Linked DNA regions of Mus musculus: region 2 is linked to region 1. A link is a contact called in public promoter capture Hi-C data. All regions are on one chromosome and are shown on one strand. Each heading gives the region's core, a stretch centred on a gene start, on an enhancer-like site or on the middle of the called end of the contact. The rest is flanking DNA. Distances are from core to core; before and after follow the strand shown.

Region 1 (4,286 bases), core at 1,719-4,218:
AATGTCTTTTTTCCAGTGTGTGTTTCTGTTTCTTTATTAAAATTCAGGTGTCCATAGATGTGTGGACTTGTGTCTGGGTCTTTAATTCAATTCCACTGATCAACAACTCTGCTAATATGATCCTGGTTTTATTACTATAGCTCTGTAATATAACTTGAAATTTGGAGTGGTGAGACCTCCCACAGTTCTATTTTCCAGGAATGTATTATCTATCCAGTTTTTTCTTTGTTTGTTGTTTTTGGTGCTTCCATATGAATCTGAGAATTGTCTTTTCAAGATCTGTGAAGATTGTGTTGGAATTTTGATGGGGATTGCATTGAATCTGTAAATTGCTTTTGATCTTTTGGTAGAATGGCAATTTTTACTATGTTAGTCCTATCAATCTGTGAGCATGGAAGATCTTTCCATCTTTTGATATCTTCAATTTCTTTCTTCAGTGACTTGAAGTTTTTGTCATACATGTATTTCACTTGCTTGGTTAGAGTTACTCCAAGATATTTACATTATTGAGACCGTTGTGAAAGGTTTTGTTTCACTGATTTTTCTTCGGTCCATCTGTCATTTATATATTGAAAGGCTCTACTGAATTTTGTGACTTGATTTTGTATCCTGTTACTTTGCTAAGAATGTTTATCAGTTATAGGAATTTCCTGGTGGAATTTTCAGGGTCACTTATGCAGACTACCATATCATCTGCAAAGATATTTAGACCTCTTCCATTCCAACTTGTATCCCCTTGCTCTTCTTCATTTGCCTTATTGCACTAGCTAAGACTTTATTGAGTAGGTGTGGAGATAGTGGAAAATCTGGACTTGTTCCTGATTTTAGTAGAAATGCTTTGAGTTTCTGTCCATTTAAGTTGATCCTGGCTATGGGCTTGCTGTAAACTCCCTTCATTTTATTGAGGTATGTCTCTTGCATCCCCGATCTCTCCAGGACTTTTACCATGAAGGGGTGATGAATTTTGTCAATGGCCTTTTCTGCATCTAATGAGGTAATCCTGCGTTTTTTGTCTTTGAGATTGTTGATACTTGACACTCCTTTTAAGCCTCTCCTCCCCAAACCCAACCTTTCTGGGGCTACTCCACTCTTTTTATAGCTCCTCTACCTTCTCATAGATACAATCACACATTTTTCTCAGTGTTCACTTTCCTGCTACATTTCTAACCTTGTGATTATCATTTAGAAGAGCCATCTCTTTAACCACCTTGAAGTTGTTTGAATTCATATCTACAGGCTCTCCATGAAAGCAATCATGTTACCAGGTAATAATTTCTTTTTTGTTTTTGTTTTTTCCAAGATGTATTCTCCTTACTGTTTTGTTTTCTTTGGATCTACTGGGTTAAGTTAAGATATCAAGAAAACTTTGTCTCGTGGCAGCAGATCTTATTATCCTAATAACTTTATGGCTTAAGGCAAGAGCACAGAGAATGGTCACACCCCTTATGTCTAAATATTGAAAGATTCAATTAAGTATTGTAGATTGTAAGTGAGGCTAGCCAAACTGTTAGATTAAATATCATTATCTCTCTACATGACACACCTAAGTTACAGCAAACATCATACAACCACCTGGAAGGCCAAAGTCAATTCCAGAGTGCCACAGCTCCCTGTTGTACTTTTTCAAAACTTAACACTAGTTATCTTTACTTCAAAAGGTCTTGTTTAATGGATTCGGTGTGTGTGTGTGTGTGTGTGTGTGTGAGAGAGAGAGAGAGAGAGAGAGAGAGAGAGAGAGAACACACATCATCTCTCAGTGAGCCTGGAGGTTACCAATTCAACAAGACCAGCTGGGCAGCAAGCTCATGGATCCTTTTGTCTATTTAGATAGTATTAGGATCATAAACATATACCACAGAGCTTGGTTTTGTATGTGGGTGCTGGGTGTCCAAACTCAGGTCTTCATTGTGAAGCAGGCACTTTACCAATTAAATGATTCCCTATTGCTTGTTTAACTGACTTTGGCATTTTACCATCCATCCTATGGCATTACCTAATACCTTTATTTTTCTCCTTGGGATGAAAATTTGATAGATATGCCTCAATCTATGAACTAAGGGTACCATAAACACTAACATCCAGTATACCCCAAAGAAAATTCAAATAGCTTAATTAATAATGAGCTTTATTTTAAAAATTGCCTTTCAAGACTTTCTTAAGCCCCTAATCTGTGGGCTAAAATTCCCCCTCTACTTCCTTTCTACCTGCAGATCCTAAGAACTGAGTTTCCTTACAGCTAACAGGAAATGTTCTTAAGACTGTTGAAAACTTCATCATCAGAAGATCCATTTCAAGCAAAGACCTGAATAGTCATATATATATTTTAGTTGGCTAGGTCTTGAGGTCAGAACATTCAGAGAGGAGAATCAATGACCTGCACACACTTCAAAGCTTGTTCTAGCAGCAGCTGGTCCAACTGGAACTACTTGAGAAGAAATTAGGAAAACCAGCTGTGAGTACAGCGCTGTCACAAACGGGCTGAACTGGAGTGAGTCACTTCCTATCTGTGCTGAGCCTCAAAGTGACCAGGTATCATTTTAATAAGGACAGACGCCCAAAGCACTGCAGCAGGCTCTGGACAAAAAAGTTTATGCCTTCTTTCATTTGTGCCTGTGGCTATTCAGATACTCCTAGCCAGTCACTCAGGGGCTCTGGGAGGCGGGGCGGGGCGGGGCGGGGAAGGATGGCACTGGGTTCCGAGCTTCAGTTTTTACACACCTAAAGAGCTAGGGGCACAAGGCCGTCCTCGCCAACAAAATTCAAGGAACACAATGTGCAGGAAAACTGTAACATGTAGAAGGTTATCCAAGTGTAAATTGTCTTAGATACAGTACACAAGACGACCCATAAAACACTTGGAATTGTTCATCCAGTGGTTGGCACACTATATTACCTCCACGCCCACTGGCCGGGTAGGGGGCGGGGCCACATATCCCGCCCCTGGAGACGCCCCGCCCCTCTCGCGTCTGCGCAGTGTGTATCGACGGCCTCGAGCGCCTAGGCGGGAGGTAAGGGGCTGCCGGGCTGCCGCCACGGGGTCGCTGGGCTGCGATGTGTCACCGCGGGCCGGGCTGTGGACGCAAGGGAGAGGCGCCGGTCACCAAGCCCGGCCTCGGGTCAGTGTGAGCGCCGGGGCCGCGACCAGAAGTGGCCAAGCCTCTCTGTTTTCAGTTTTGGAGTAGCTGTCCCTGCGGGAGCGGGGAGGCCGAGGCCCCACTGCGCTATGCCCTCCCGGGTCGCTGTGAAGAGCTGCTTCGGGCCCTGGGTCGCCGGGCCAGCCGCGCCGCTGGGGTCGTTGGTGTGGCCTGGGTGCGTCCTGGTGACTCCGTGAGGGACGACGCGACACCGGTGCCCAAGCAGGACGCGGAGAGGCCGCAGCTGCGGGGACCGAGCCAGCACTTACTCTCCTTGTACCACCCACATGCCCAAGGGGACGCATTTCCTTGGGAGATAGTGTTATCAGCAGTTTGGGACCTTTTTCCTGGAAAGGGGCTCTTTCGCTTTTAAATAACTCTTGAGTAATTTACTTCACCTTTGGGTACTTTTTCTTCTTGTGGAACCCTAGTATCATGGTACCCATATCATCTTAGTTGCAAGTACCAAGAGATTAAGTTTATAAAAAGCACTTGACACCTCTCACTGCAAATGTGTGTGCTTGGAAAATGACTGCAGGCCTGTCTTCTACACGTTCTTTCATCCATGAAACAGCAATTATTATACATGCACAAACACCAGACAAAAAAATTTGGAGTCATTTGCAATTATTGAAAAGTTGCAGAAGTTGCTGGAGGCCTTGGTGGCCCATGCCTTTAATCCCAGCATTAGGAGGCAGAGGCAGGAGGATCTCTTGACTTCAAGGCTAGCTTAGTCTACAGACTGAATTCCAGGACAGCCCTACACAGAGAAACCCTGTCTTAGAAAAACAAAAAAGAGAGAAAGAAAACTCGTACACATAGTACAGAACACTACAGCGCCCTTGTGTTAGTATTTTACATACCATCCTTAATACAGTCACAGAGAGCAAGAGATTACTATCTGGTTAACTGGGTCTCTTGGGATTCCATTCTTTTTATTAGAGTCCCTTCTGTATTCTACAATGGTATCTAGTAAGCAGCCTTACTCTTGATGGGCCTGGCGACATTACCTTTTCCAATCTGTAGCAGTATCATGACTTTGTGTGCTTTGAAGAGTCAGGAATGTTGGTAATGCCTTTCAAGTAGGAGTTTGTCTATAGTTAGTTGGGACTAGATTGTGTTGCATTTCTGTTAAGAATACCACAAGGTATA
Region 2 (4,656 bases), core at 111-2,610, 150 kb after region 1:
TACTTTATTTTGAAAAAAGCAGAGTATTATATATAGCTTTTTAAAAAATGGCTTTCAAGCCATAATGAGAATGAAAAGTATTTTAAGTGCAGACATTAAACTTTTTATGTGATACGGGGGAATACACACTACAAATTAAGAAATCTATTTCTAGACTCAGTTTCGCCTGTAACCAACTACACAGCTTCTTGCAAGTTAATTATTATTCTTAAGCTGTGAAGAAAGTAATTTATATTCAATGATGCTAATCTTAGCTTTCTAAGAATCTACCACAATTCAAGTATTCTCAAATGCTGTCATTACGGTCCAATTAAATTCCTCTCATGTTCACATATGGAGTTAGACCTTCAGTTTTTGTCTCAATTTGACCTTAAGAAGAGGCCAAGTAAGTTGCATACTCAAGATAGACTTCAGAAGAAGAACTGGGGGAAGATTCTTTTCTAAGATGGGATGGTGTTGGGCAGGCAGGGAAGTACCAAGCACCTAGGTATGCAGGAGAGCTGGTTATTCTCCAGTTCAGAGCACTGACCAAGATTTATGTATGCTTCTAGGGTGCAGAGGTTGCAACAAGGCTAGCAGGAGGCTCTAGCAGAGCCTGTCAGATAATCACATCCTCCACCTTTTCAAATTCCTATTCTCCCAGTCGACACCAAACCAGACTCCAGTTCCGGGTTTCCAACCAATCACATTAAGCCACAACAGAGGGCTTTGCCAGCCGGTTTCAAGGATCCAGAGAGAGATTCACACGACCCCAACACCTGTCGGCTTCTAACGCCCCTCCATGTGGGAGAAAACATTAGGTGTACCCTAGGTCCCTTAGGATTCTGGTGCCCCAAGCAGGTCCTCAACGTCCACAAAACTGAAACGAACTCCAGGGGCCTCAGCGGTGACCTCCCTCCCACGGATCACTCACTCCCCCCAAGGCGAATTCTCCTATTTGCAGGTTCCAAGCCCTGACTGTGCTTTCGCAGGCCTTGTGGACCGCAGGCTTAAGGAGCCAAAAGAACGGCCAAAGTGAAGGTAGTGCCCGGGGGTGCACGCCTCGCCAGCGGAGGAGAGTCGAGGCAAGCAGGGGGCTGCACCGTTCCCCCTCGCGGAGGGCGGGAGGCGTTCAGGGACACAGTCGGAGGGTTTGTCACCCCGACATACACTCACCAGGAGCAGCAAGGAGCATCTGAGGTCTGCTAAAGACAGGAAGACCGCAGGATTCATGGTAACGACGGGGTCGACGGCGGGGTCAGGAGGTGGCGGCTGGGACTGGACCGGGCTAGAAAAGGGCTGGGCTCCGGGGCCGGCGGCAGCGGCACCTCGTCCTCTCGACCCGGAGCTCCAGCGGCGAACACCCGGGACAACTTCCAGAGAGGCCTCTCACGCCCTCACTTCCGGGTCCTGCCCATCTCGAAGCACGTCGGGAAATGTAGTCCATACTGTAGTTTCATTGACCATGTCATCGGAGAGCTGGGACTCTCTTTCCCAGTAAGCCCTGTGCCCACGACGGCCAAGCCATCTGTGCGCGGGGCTCTTCGGGATTGGAAGGGACCGCGTACCTCTGTGCCTCCGGGACGGGAACTACAATTCCCAGAGGGCTGTGCAGCCTGGAGCCCCAGGCTACTTCTTCAGAGCTCCCGGGCTCTAGTGTCCTGGGGTCTGTTCCTGTGGGCGCAGTGGCCTGGCTTGGCGGTAGGGGCGGCCCCGTGAGGGTTGTGCCTCCTGGGGCGGCCCCGGGACGCCATTCTTGGAGTCAGGGGTGAGTAGGAAGCGGTCCAGCATCGGCGGCTCGGGTAGGATGGAGAGCACCGCCCCGGGCTGCTGCTGCGTTTTCTTGGCCCGCCTGATCTGAGGTGTGGCCTGAGCCTCCATCCCTGGCCTCCAAGCTGCTGCCTCTTCTTTCTGTGCTACTTCCTCCGTTATATAAGGAGAATCACCACTGGGGCTTCGGTCAATCACTTACCCAGGGTTGTTTCAGAGGGTCCGTGAAACGAAGAGAACAGGGATGGGAAAGCATGCTGTAAACTGTAAAGCGCAGTGCCCAAGTGGCCGTGACCACTTCTTACAGTACAATTACGAAGTAACCAAGTAATAAAGGATTTTAACTTGGTGTATGGTAGCTTTCCAGAATCTTCTGTGAACATCCAGCTAGATCCACGTGCCTGGAAAGTTAGCCACATCATCACTACTTAGGAGGCATTCTTCATTTGTGATTCTCCCTACTCCAGTTCTTTGCTTCAGCCTTCCTGCTGCCTGAAGTGGCCTTACCCTTTTTCTTTCTGGCTTGCCATCTCAAGTGTCACCACTTCTGACATTTGATTCCCCTGACATCTGTCACAGTCACCAAATCTTTCTTCCTAAGCAGAATTTCTTTTTTCTGTGTGTGAGCTCAGCACCACTACGTTTGCATAGCAGTAATTAGAGTGTTTATTGCACAGGCTTATTTTATAATTATTTAATGATGATGATACATTTTAAAGCACTAACAAAGTGGCTTTGATTTCTTTCTATAAAAAATTATTTATTGGGGTGGGGACAACAAGGAAATGAGCATCTCTGCTAAAGGAGAAGAAGGAGGAGGAGGAAGAGGAGGAGGAGGAGAAAGAAGAAGAAGAAGAAGAAGAAGAAGAAGAAGAAGAAGAAGAAGAAGAAGAAGAAAATGATGAAGAACTAGCAACAGCACCTAGAGGAATGGCTTTCCCAGGGAGACAAAATTAAAGTGTAGTGGAGCCAATACTTAAACCCACTATTTCCTAAGGCAGTGGCCTTATCAATGTAACATTCATCATGTTCTCTGACCAAACCCAAGTTTCATTAAAATAAGAAATTGATAAACAGTAGGATTGGTTATGGTGGTATATGCTTGTCCTCCCAGCACTTGAGAGGTTGAGATGGAAGGATCAGGAGTTTAAGGCCAGTGTGGGCTACATAATAAATTCCCAGGCAACCTAGTCTTTGAATTTCAAGACCCTATCTTTCAAAAAATAAAGGGAGAGAAAAGAAAGAAAAGAAAGGAAGGAAGAAAAGAACAGAACTCATTATTCCCTGAAGCTAAACTTTGGTCTGATTTACCCTTTGGACTTGAGACTCACCCATGACATTTCATAGCTTTCACTTAGCACCAGCTGAATACCTATTACTGTGCTGACTGCTAGAATTGTGGTTAAGCAATATAATTATTAAAGAAATAGAAATAACTATTTTAACATTTTTCAAAGTAGCAAGTAAGGTTTTTTTGTGGTCTAGCAGGCCTAAAACTCTGTTCACGTTGGATCCACAATGATGTTTTAGAATTCAGAACAGTACCTAGAATAGTTGGCACTCTACTTGTTAAATAAACAGTTAACCGTTTTAATTTTTCATATTTACTAAGATCTAAAGACACTCTGTGATCATTAACACAACTGAGCCAGGAACTCAAATGTAGTCTACTTTCACTTCACTCATTGTTTTGTAGTCTCTCAAGTGATTTTGCTACAATCCTACATGACACTCTTCGTTCTACCATGTCAGACATGCTCAGACAAAACAGAAGTGGCTCCCAACACTTCTGGTTTTTTGTTTTTTTTTTTTTTTGCCAGATGTTTACTAACATTGTCAGCAAATTAAATGAAAAGCTAACCTTTACTATAATTTACTATTTTCTAAATTAGAACAATTCAATAATCCTTGTCAGTTTCGAAAGAACTACGTCAGAAACATATGCAAGCATGTTTAAGGCTTTCTACAATGTCAGATTTTAGTAAATGACAATAAAATCACAAAGTATAATGGTTCCAATGGTAGCCTTTTGCTAGCTAATCCCACCTACTTTGGTAATCTGGCCAGGGCATATGTAGTTTGTTTTTTTTTTTATTCTGATCTCAATTACTATTATTAACTCTCATATCAAAATGGCACACAGTAAATATGCAGATATGTGGTTTATAGAATGAATACAATGTAAAGAAGCTATGACAGTGCAAGCTCAGGAGTGGGCTGATCAAAAATTCAAGCATATTCTGTCTTGATAAGTAACAACCCTAAAACAGTTTTAGAGCAAGCCGTTGGCTGTTCAAATCAGACCACAAGAGAGTCAGGGTAGAGGGCAAAGATGTAGTTGGCTGCAGAAACAAGAGGACAGAACCAGATTAGAAGAGGAATAGTGGATTTGGGTCCAGACAGGCTCATAGGTGGATGGGCAGATAGCAGTCAAGTAGGCCAAGTCAAACACCCAGGGACCCAGCTGACCCTCAAGGAAAGCTAAGAACTGTGCTTGCCAGTCCTTAGTGCACACATCCACTAGAACTCAGAAGATAGTCTGGTGGGGGGTCATTGCCCCTGCGTTGCTGGGTGTCTTCCACCCCATGGTTAGGAAGTTACAACCCACCCTTGGTCTGACATGTCCAGTAAGTGGCTTCCTTGGTATGATTTTAATATGCTCATATCCTCCCATGGTCTCAGTATACCTTGAAAAGTGTATAGGATGCCGCCCTCTCTGTTCTCAGGAGTAAGTCATTGATCAGTCTGTGCTTCAGTGGTAGCTGGGCAGGAGTTAGTGTTTTACTTCCATCCAAGAGCACAGTCATCATCTACCCTCAAAACAGAGTTCAAAAGCAGCTAATAAAGTGGAGTGTCTCAGGACCAGGCACAGGCCGAAAACCCTCCATTTTACTCAATATGGAGTAA

The links. Capture Hi-C pulls out chosen DNA fragments and counts their contacts.
Region 2: a promoter capture Hi-C map of liver shows a contact between it and region 1. The contact joins the promoter of Erp44 here to the promoter of Stx17 in region 1. A contact is called at or near these places in 2 of 39 promoter capture datasets (erythroid cells and macrophages), 17 of 484 Hi-C or Micro-C datasets (CD4 T cells, CD8 T cells, the G1E-ER4 cell line and 10 more), 6 of 115 datasets of contacts at active chromatin or transcription factors (the SCID.adh cell line, bone marrow-derived macrophages, effector CD8 T cells and 2 more) and 3 of 9 other capture datasets (adipose tissue, liver and pancreatic islet).

Annotation. Positions count from the first base shown.
Region 1 is chr4:48,121,951-48,126,236 of GRCm38.p6, forward strand. It overlaps Stx17 (syntaxin 17), which reads left to right and starts at 2,969. Exons shown (of 8, transcript NM_026343.2): 1 at 2,969-3,008.
Region 2 is chr4:48,278,229-48,282,884 of GRCm38.p6, forward strand. It overlaps Erp44 (endoplasmic reticulum protein 44), which reads right to left and starts at 1,361. Exons shown (of 12, transcript NM_029572.3): 1 at 1,156-1,361. The coding sequence starts at 1,212. It overlaps Invs (inversin), which reads left to right and starts at 1,532. Exons shown (of 17, transcript NM_010569.4): 1 at 1,532-1,747.